2 separate regions of the Sus scrofa genome follow, and region 1 is linked to region 2. A link is a contact called in public HiChIP or PLAC-seq data. All regions are on one chromosome and are shown on one strand. The core of a region is the stretch at or near the end of the contact, and the rest is flanking DNA. Distances in the headings are between cores, read along the strand shown.

Region 1 (4,638 bases), core at 127-2,626, 230 kb before region 2:
AAACTTGTGAAAGAGCATAACAGGATTCTAGTTGTTAGATCTTATCCATATGTTTTTAGTTTCTAATTTTAAATAATTTGTTGGGCATTAAGCCTCCAGAGGAGTAAAAATGCATGGCACACTTTGGGAGAGAAATGATTTAAAAACTTGGGAAATTCTGTGCACTCAACTGTAGATAACCATGCAGTTGAGATATATAAAAGTTTGCAGAACATGAGGGGCTGTTTAACACAGCTTCCCAGCTTTCAAAGCTCACTGTCTCAAATTTTGCATTTGGCCTGGGAGATGTAAATTCAACTCATACACACATTATCTCCAGGTCTCTTCCTGGGACCCTCGCCTCTGCCATGCACGTAGGAACATCTTCTTCTTGGCCTCTTTAAATCACACATGATTGAGGCTTTCTCAGCTCAGAACATTGCTTTCCTTTCTTTTCAGTATACAGAGAAACTAGTGAGAATAAAAGTAACATTTACCCTGAACAAAGACATGGATGGTGCTTGAACGTGACCAGTACATCCAAACCCTGGGATGAAAACCTTGAATGGTCCACTTGCCCTTGTGTGTTCCAGGCTGAAAAGATGACAAGTCTTGGTCTAGCAAAGCCTCTTAGGAATATTTTAATTATTCCATGAAACATCTGATAGAAACATGTAAACATCCTCATAAACTCCAAACTGGGACTGGAAGTCCTAGGAAAATGTAAGTCCTATTGTAAGAGGACTGGATGATCTTCTTCAGTCCCAGATATAGCTGACGGAGTATCTTTCTTCTGTGATTGCAGAAAATACCCTGAAAAATTACCGTGAGAAAACACGTGCCTGACTTAGCCTGTCGTCTTTCTCCAAACAGTACCCCAGCTGAGCAGTATTCTTATGCCATGCCAAGGCACCCTTGTCAGGTGCCCATAAGAAAGGTGCCAGTTGCTTGTCCAGTGAACTGAAGCCAAGTGGTAAAAAGCAAACCAGACTACAGTAGGGGAAAAGCTGATGCTTGGTTGAGGTGGGGTTATCACTGAAGCCCCTCAAAGTGGCATTTGCATGAGTTACCCAGGATGTTAAATATGGTGATCTTAATTTTATCTAAAATATCAAAAATATTTTCTTTTTCAATGAGAGGACACAGTAGGTAATTTTTAATGTGTCTTCCAAAAAAAAAAATGGGATAAAATGATACCATTGAAATACTTCTAGAAGAAGATGGAAACAGCTCTCCATTCTCTTCTGATATTTCTTTTGTAACCAACTCTGTACCATGTTAGTGATTTGCATATAACAGCCCCTCGGCACAAATTAAAGGGAACAAGGTCCCATCGCAGCTAATAAACTCACTCTAACAAGTCCCTCAACTTTGCCTGGTCACAGTGCTCAGCGGGATTGCCATATGTGGAACTGGATTGCAAGATAAAAATAGCACTGTTTGGTGCTTTCAAACCCATACAACTCTATATATTGTCTCTTTGGAAATAAATTTTGTTTAATGGCCAGTGATTATCACCTCTCTAGCTTGCTATAATACCAGTTTTGGTGGTGGTGTTTTTTTTTATAATCACTAGTGTTATCTGTATTTTGGAAGAAGAGCTGCAATTAAACATATTTTGAACAGAAGAGGAAAAGACAGCAGGGCTCTTTTGGCGTCAGTTCACAAAGCCTATCATTCCAAAACATTGCTGGTTTTACACTGATATCATCAACCAATGTCAGCACAGCTGAGGTGACTGTGCTAATTAACTGTCCTGCTGAACCAGCTGAGAAAGCTTGTATAAACTCCATGGGAATATGAGCTGTTAAAACGAAATTCTATCCTGTAGAGCTAGGGACCAAACCCAAAAATAGAATCAGAACACAGAACAGTTGCCCTTCACCATCAGGTGATAACATCATCAGCCTAAAATGTTAGGCAATCGAGTTGAATACAAAGCTGTTAGGACAGAATAAAAATTAATCCTATATACAGAGTTCAAGATATCCTCCCACCTCTTGTTTACAACAAAGCTTTTGAGATGAGCCGCCCGCATGCATCTCCAAAGAGAGAAAGCTCGCCCCCTCCAAGTCTCCAAGGAATTGCTTGAGGTATGTACAGCCAGGCAGGAGAGAGGACAGTTGTCCTGGGAATGTGATGAAATAGGAAGTGTCATGCCGTCTAGACAGTAAAGGTGAAAGGCTCAAGAGAGTGCGTGTAACATGGCACATGGATAAGAAAGATTTGCCCTGATTTAAGAGGACAAGAGGCTACAAGGAGCTTCAGGGTATCAAGGAGTAGGAGAGAGAGCTTTATAAAAGTTCCTGTGGACTCTGTGCCCCTACCACCACCACAAAAATAAATCTGGCAGAAATGGATAAAGGGGATATAAATCAGTCTATCAATCTGCAGGTACTTCAATTTAGGCCCAACATGTCATAAGTATTAGAGGGGAAACCAGAAGTCTTTTAGGCCATCACCCTTGAAAGGTCATCATTTGAGTTCAAGAAATCAAGAATAGAGAAAGAGCACATGGTTTAATGAAAACTGAAAATCACTGTTTTCAGGTCATGGGGAAAATATTATTTACCTCTAACCATGTCATCAATGAAGAGAGGACAGGAAAAGGAATGTGGGGAGATAATCACAAGTTCAATATTAAAACTTCTTGAAATGCAGTGGGCTGGCTTCAGATTATCCTTTAATTAAACACATGGAAATCTTACCCCATCTTTATTGTCTCCATCACAAAGAGAACCAGTGTTACACCAACAGAGAGTTGCCCTAGAGAAAGATTCTTATATATTGAACTTCATAGAAGAGTGGTCCTAGTGGAATCTCTTAACTAGTAATAGCAGATTGTATATTTGGATGTGAGAGGTATAACCAATTCAAGACAAATAAGTCATTTTATTAGTTAGCTCAGTCCAGTTTATATTTTCTTTAAAGATAGGCCTATAATCATCAAAACTGTTTGATACAGTATGGATTTAAGAATTTAGTGAGAAAAGGACTACAGTTTTCCCTAAAGGTTCCTTTTGGTTTGTATTTTGTACATTTATAAGGATTTCTATATGGGAATGAACAGCACAGGACCCGTCATGATGGATTCTTGGTTCATTAGGCATGCTTTATTTTAGGAGTGGTAGAACTTGGTCAACACTCAGGCTACCAAATAATAATAAACAGGAAATAAAGATATAATAAAAATGAGACTCTTGATTGGGCTGTACCTCTCTAGATACATTAGACCATCATGGGCGCCGTGGAGTTGTAGATCAGTAAGCCTATATCGAGACTGTGGGGAGTTACCATTGTGGCTCAGCAGTAATGAACCTGACAAGTATCCATGAGGATGCAGGTTTGATCCCTGGCCTTGCTCAATGGGTTAAGGATCTGATGTTGCCCTGAGCTGTAGTGTAGGCTGGTAGCTGCAGCTCCAAGTCTGTCCCTAGCCTGGGAACTTCCATATGCCACAGGTGCAGCTCTAAAAACAAACAAACAAACAAAAAAAGACAGTGGAGGATCTGATATCTTACCCGCTCTCAAGGGACCAAGTTAACCAGCAGAACATGAGTCTTCTGGGGAAAAGACAAAGGACTTTATTACCCACAGCAGGAAAACAGCATGAGCTTCAGATTCATGTCAGTTCCCCTTGCCCCTACCCTTAGCCTATGGGCTATTGCAGAGTGGTCCAGGTGAATGGTCAGGTTGGTTTGTCTCACAGCCTAGGATCCTCAAGCATAAAGAACATGCACATTTTATAATGGGCTAGAAGAAACCCTGCCCAAGCCTTGCCCCAGAAGGATACATTGTTTTTATCATACCTGAGACAAAGTAAACACTAGTAAGAAAATACCATTTCTATCTTCCAAGGCTGTTTACCATACGAACATCCTTGAAAAGACAGTGCTTCTGATCACAAGATGTGAAGAAATGTCAGGAACCAGTGGAGATTTGTCTCTTGACAGCCTTATACCAATAGGGGTTGCTAATAGTATGCCTTGCTCCTCACTGCTCACTCATCACCACTCACAGAGGTAACTCCAGAGGGGCAGCTGGTAAACATAATGCGGTCGTGTAACTGCTACCCTGCTCTAGAGGTCGGGCAGATCTGGAAGTGCCTTCCTGGCTCTAGAGCCATGTGAAGATGTTAGGACATCATTCATTTGACCTCAAGTCACATGAGGGGAGAAACTGTCCATACTGAGTCATTATGTGAAGTGTCTTCATATTGAGGCAAATGAATATAAATCTCATCAGTCCTCCTTTTTCTGTCTTTCTCTTTATATCTTCCCATCCCTAGAATTTTTTTTAACCGAAGTAATCTCCCAAATCCTTAGCCTCTTGAAACGTGAATAGTTTTACACTTTTAAAAATAGCTGAAAATGTGTGCTAGCTGGGCTAATCAAACACTTTGGGCTGCAGATCTGAAGAAATGAACTTGGAGCTTTTAGTCCCCTTTTTGAATGAGGTGAAAGTGTATCCAGATTCCCCTAAGAAAACAGCAAGTCAGAAGTTAATGGTTCTATTTAAATTTTTACATCATGAGAGCTTTCGTGAAACAGAATGTGGGCCTGGAATCAGAGGGAGTCAGATACATTGCTATCACCATCTGCGTGATCATATGCACATTTACAGGTCTACCTGGGGTCTCAATTTAGTCATCTATAAAAT
Region 2 (4,921 bases), core at 818-3,317:
CAAGACAGTACAGACAAAGTGAAAAGCAACTACAGTAGGAAAGAGGAACCATATATATGCAATGACATGGCAACCTTTCTAACCTTTGAATTAGAATACAACCTTTTGATTTGTATTCCCAAAGCAATGAAGGATCTGGCTATTAAATTAAAATCACTGTTATACACAACTTGTCCTAGCTGAAAAGTCATATAGCAAATTGTGTTTTCAAATGAAGAGAGGCACCAAATTCTAATGGACCCCTGTCTGCACTAAATTTCCAATATTACGAAAGTATCCATCAGAAAAAAATAAGAATGACCCCCGTCCATGCCACCCAGAGCAATCCACAGATTCAGTGCAAGATGTCAATGGCCTCTTTCACAGAAATAGAGCAAACATTCCTGAAAGGTATAGGGAACCACAAAAAAGCCCATATAACCAAAATGATCTTGAGAAAGATGGCCGGAGGCATTACACTCACTGATTTCAAATTATATTACAAGGCTATAGTAATCAAAATAGTATGATTTTGGCACAAAAATAGATATCTAGATTAATGGAACAGAACAGAGAACCCCGGGGGGGGGGGGAGGGAGTCATGCCTATATGGTCAATTAATCTATAACAAAGGAGTCAAGAATATACAATGGATAAAGGACATTTTCTTCAATACATTGTGTTGGGAAAACTGGGCAGCCACATGCAAAAGAATGAAACTGTACCACTCTCTTAGACCATACACAAGAACTAACTCAAAATGGATTAAAGACTTGAACAAAAGACCTAAAACCATAAACTTCTAGAAGAAAACATGGGCGGTCAGCTCCTCGATATCAGTCTTGGGGATGATTTTTTGGCTCTGACTCCAAAATCAGAAATAAACAACCCGGCAGATACCAAAACCAAAAAACATCTGCACAGCAAAGAAAACCATCAATGAAATGAGAAGACAACCTATGGACTAGAAGAAAGTACTTGCAAATTGTATATTGGATAAGGGGCTAATAGCTAAAATATGTAAAGAGCTGATACAGTTCAACAGCAGCAAGAACAAAACCAACCAATTAAAATAGGGGCCAGGAAACTGAAGAGATATTTTTCCAAAGAAGACATAGTATATGAAAAGATGCTCAGCATCACTAATCATCAGGGAAGTACAAATCAAAACCACAATGAGATATCACCTCACGCTGTTAGAATGGCTGTGAAATAACAAGTGTTGGCAAGGATGTAGAGAAAAGGGAATCCTTGTGTACTGTGGGTGGGAATGAAAATTGGTGCAGCCACTGTGGAAAACAGTATGGAGGTGCCTCAAAAAACTAAAAATGGAATTACCATATAACCCAGCAATTCTGCTTCTGGGTATTTATCCAAAGATAAATGAAAACATTAACTGGAAAAGATAAATGCACACCCATGTTAACTGCAGCATTATTTCCAATATGTGTGACATGGAAACAGCCTAAGTATCCATTGATGGATGAATGGATAAAAAAATATGAGATACATAGATACAAACATACACATACATACATATATCATATATATGTGTATACATATACACACATATGTATGTAATTCAGCCATAAAAAAGAATAAAATAATATCATTTGTGAAGCTATGGAATGACCTTGAGAGCATTACACTAGGTGAAATAAGTCAGACAAATACTGTATAATCACACTTATATGTGGCATCTTTAAAAAAAAAAAAAAAAGCTCATTGGTACAAAGAACAGATTAGTGGTTGCCAGGGGCAGGGGTGGAGGTTAAGCAAACGAGTAAAAGGAGTTGCTAAAAGAATCAATCGTAAAAGTTTTCATCATACACAAAAAAATGGTAACCCTGTACAAGGATGGATATTAACTAGACTTACTGTGATCATTTCATAATATATATCGAATCATGATGTTGTACACCTGACACTAATATAATGTTCTGTCCATTATAGCTCATTAAAAAAAAAAAAAATCAAATGCCCCACATTGCCTGGCTCCTCTGGAACACTGCTGCTGGGCTGTAACTGACCATGCCGAGAGGCAACTGCCCAAGCCTTTGACATCGTCACTTGAACCATTCACGTCAGCTCTGTGTGTTACTGATTTAGCGTTTTGCGCCTGCACTGGGCTGATCTAAACGACTGAGTCAGTGACTGCATCCAGGCAATTTGAGAAAAGTAGTAAACACAGCAGCTTCATTGCTGAGATCCCAGGGGTGCCCTCCCAGACCCAGTAGGAAAACCTCTGCTGAGACTCGCAGGCGGCGATTTGGCTCCCCATCTGGATTTTACCTCTGCCGAAAAATGCCACCAGGAAAACCTTTCCCCTTCCCACTGCTCTGCAGGTTTTGGCAATGGATGGCTCCTTTGCCCTACGGGTGCAGTGTTGGCCTTCTTGAGCCAGAAGAGCACAGTCTGAAAATAGAAACAGGGGCTGTTTTGTGGCCATTGAATAGGAAGGCTAATAATAGCATTGCTTCATTGTTTGGCAAGGACTTCAGGCTACCCCAGCCAAGGAGCAGCACACTCTGCAGTAACCAAATCATAAAATTTCTCCAGGGAATGGTGCAGCTTTTCAGAACATGTTTTATATTCTGGGATTGCTCGGGAAGGAAATAGTTGAGAAGTTGTTTTGACATAAGTGTGGTTTGTTTCCAATTTGAAGGCAGAGGGAGGGGCTGGAGAGATGAGCCAGGAGGTCAGTCGCAGAAGGGATGCAAAAAAAAAAAAAAAAACGTGTCGTTAAGGAGTTCCTGACAGGTGGTGAGAGGGCTGTAGCTCTGGAGCCCAGGCCTGGCGGGGTGTCTGTCCCCGTTGGGTTCCCAGTGTGCTCTCAGCATCGCCTTTCACACTCCTGTAATGTTTATTTCTGTTGAACTTAAAGGATGACCTTTTCCAAACTGCAGTACATTGTTGACCCACATGCATTTCTGAGACCTAATTTCCCTGAATGCCTTCCTTGTTCCTGCCGAAGAGAACTCTGTTCGAGAAAATAGGAAGAGGCTGAGGATAAAGAGCGTTGGCATGGAAATCTTTGAGGCATTGAATCCTGCCTGCTATTAATAATTTAGAAGTGTTTTTAATGCCCTGATAGGGAAGGAAGGTTTTTTTTTGACACCAAAGGCATCTAAATATTAATTTCAGAGGAATTGGTTGTTACAAGCAGTTAACATCCATTTTGTTAGTTGACCTCCTGAGGAAGGTTAATGCACTAAAATCTGGTCATTAAGTATAGTAACAAATGTTTTTTCAGGGAGGTTATTACTATCATAAACTCTAATCCATGGTTCACAGGCAGCAGCCTCTAGTGCAGTGCTCTGACTAATGAAGAATTAACTATTTCTGAGCAGTTAATAAAGATTTTTTCCCCCCACCAATCAACATACTCTACATGATCCTTATAATTACTAAAAGCATTAAGCTCTGGGTATGAGTTGCCTGCATGTCAGACCGGAATTCTGTTCTGAGTAAATGACAAATGGCAAACCTAATCCCATTCCACTTAATTTTTTTTTTCCCCGAACATGTTCACTGAAATAAGAAATAATGGAATTCCTAAGTATGAGAAAAAGATGGTCCAGTACAAAGCATTTGCTAAATGAGAATTGATGAGGTCTTTAGTCATATTTTATTGTGATGGAAGATTTTATGCTGTGCTTTAGTTCTTGCTAGAATTGAGAAGTTAATTGGCTACAAACAGGGCCTCTTTGCCCATTGGTTTGTTTTATTTTGTTTTTCCTGGATTAAAGAGCGTGCATTCTACAGGAACGCAGGAGGCAGAGGCTTGTATGAGAAACACTCATACCTACCTCCTCACCATAAGAGGGAAAAGGTACAACCTAACCTTTCTAAAAAGCCTCAGGGCAGTGTTTTGCTTTTCAATGGAAAGGTCGTCCAGAATTAATTAAAGTCACTTTCCTGCTGAGGACAGAGCATTTGGCTTTACTTTGAAGGCTCAAAGAAAGTTGCTCACACCAATTTCTTAGAGACCCGAATTTAAAGCAGCACAGCCAGTCCAGGGGGCAGCCTTTAAGAAGAAGTAAGCTTTCGGAATCAAAAGTCTGAACAGCTAATACACTGAGGCTTTAGGTGCCCCTGAGTTGGCAGTGTAAAATTAAAAAAAAAAAAAAAAAAAGAATGGCTTACTTTTCCCTGGGCCAAGTAGGATCAGCCTCCACATTGACATAGGCCCTTTCCCCTCCTTATTTTAACTTCAACTAAATCCTGGCCTTGAGACGGGTGCCCCTCCCCCCCCCACCATTGAACAGAGAGGGAGGGGAAACCACACTTAGCCAGAATGAAAGGGACATTGTCTTTTGGAAAAGTACCTGTATTTTGGAAGGGTTTGCATCGCACACAAAAGCTTAAAAGGGGTCCAGTACACTGCTGGCAGCTCACCATCTCAAAATATTCTTGTGGAAGATTTGGTACATTGTACCCAGCTAAGGAACCAGTAGGGCTGGATTATCTGCACATCTTAGGACTTTACGCACCCTTCATGTGTTTGGTACTTGGCTTGAAAATAACTGCCATTAGTTTCCCACTTTCTGGTGATGGCTGATGATGGAACATTTCTGGGCCTCAGTTTCCCCTATCTGTAAAATTTTATTATAATATTTACTTTGGGGAATAGCTGGAAAGACGAGGGATAATTTATACCTGACATTCACATGGGCCTAAGACATACTAGTATGAATTTGCCTTACATTACAGCCATAGCTTTACCTATTTTTACATTTTATGAAAGTGACTAGAATCCTAAAATATCCCCAGGAAAACCTTGTGAGTTCAAAATTAGAATCAGGGGAATAACAACGCATTAGCTTAACTTCTGAAAACTGGGCTTTTACAGAGTCCAGCTCATCCATCAAGGCCCCATCACTGGACACAAAGCTTTCCCTGGCTACCTCAGCCAGAAATAAGCCTCCAGCCTCTGCGTTCT

The links. HiChIP or PLAC-seq counts read pairs in DNA pulled down with a chosen protein or histone mark.
Region 1: an H3K27ac HiChIP or PLAC-seq map of skeletal muscle shows a contact between it and region 2. The contact joins two enhancer-like sites. A contact is called at or near these places in 3 of 47 Hi-C or Micro-C datasets (fetal heart ventricle, heart right ventricle and skeletal muscle) and 1 of 2 datasets of contacts at active chromatin or transcription factors (skeletal muscle).

What each region holds. Positions count from the first base shown.
Region 1 is chr2:128,534,714-128,539,351 of Sscrofa11.1, reverse strand. All of the region lies in intron 10 of LOC102158243 (a long non-coding RNA gene), which reads left to right. Among named protein-coding and RNA genes, the nearest start is that of ZNF608, 380 kb to the right of the region's middle. Within about 2 kb of position 1,376, at least 3 of the 83 cell types and tissues checked have an H3K27ac peak or open chromatin away from gene starts, as enhancers often do. A contact at or near this core is called in skeletal muscle, where this site is marked.
Region 2 is chr2:128,306,262-128,311,182 of Sscrofa11.1, reverse strand. It overlaps LOC106509541 (a long non-coding RNA gene), which reads right to left. Exons shown (of 3, transcript XR_001307170.2): 1 at 2,272-4,921. Among named protein-coding and RNA genes, the nearest start is that of ZNF608, 150 kb to the right of the region's middle. Within about 2 kb of position 2,067, at least 11 of the 83 cell types and tissues checked have an H3K27ac peak or open chromatin away from gene starts, as enhancers often do. A contact at or near this core is called in skeletal muscle, where this site is marked.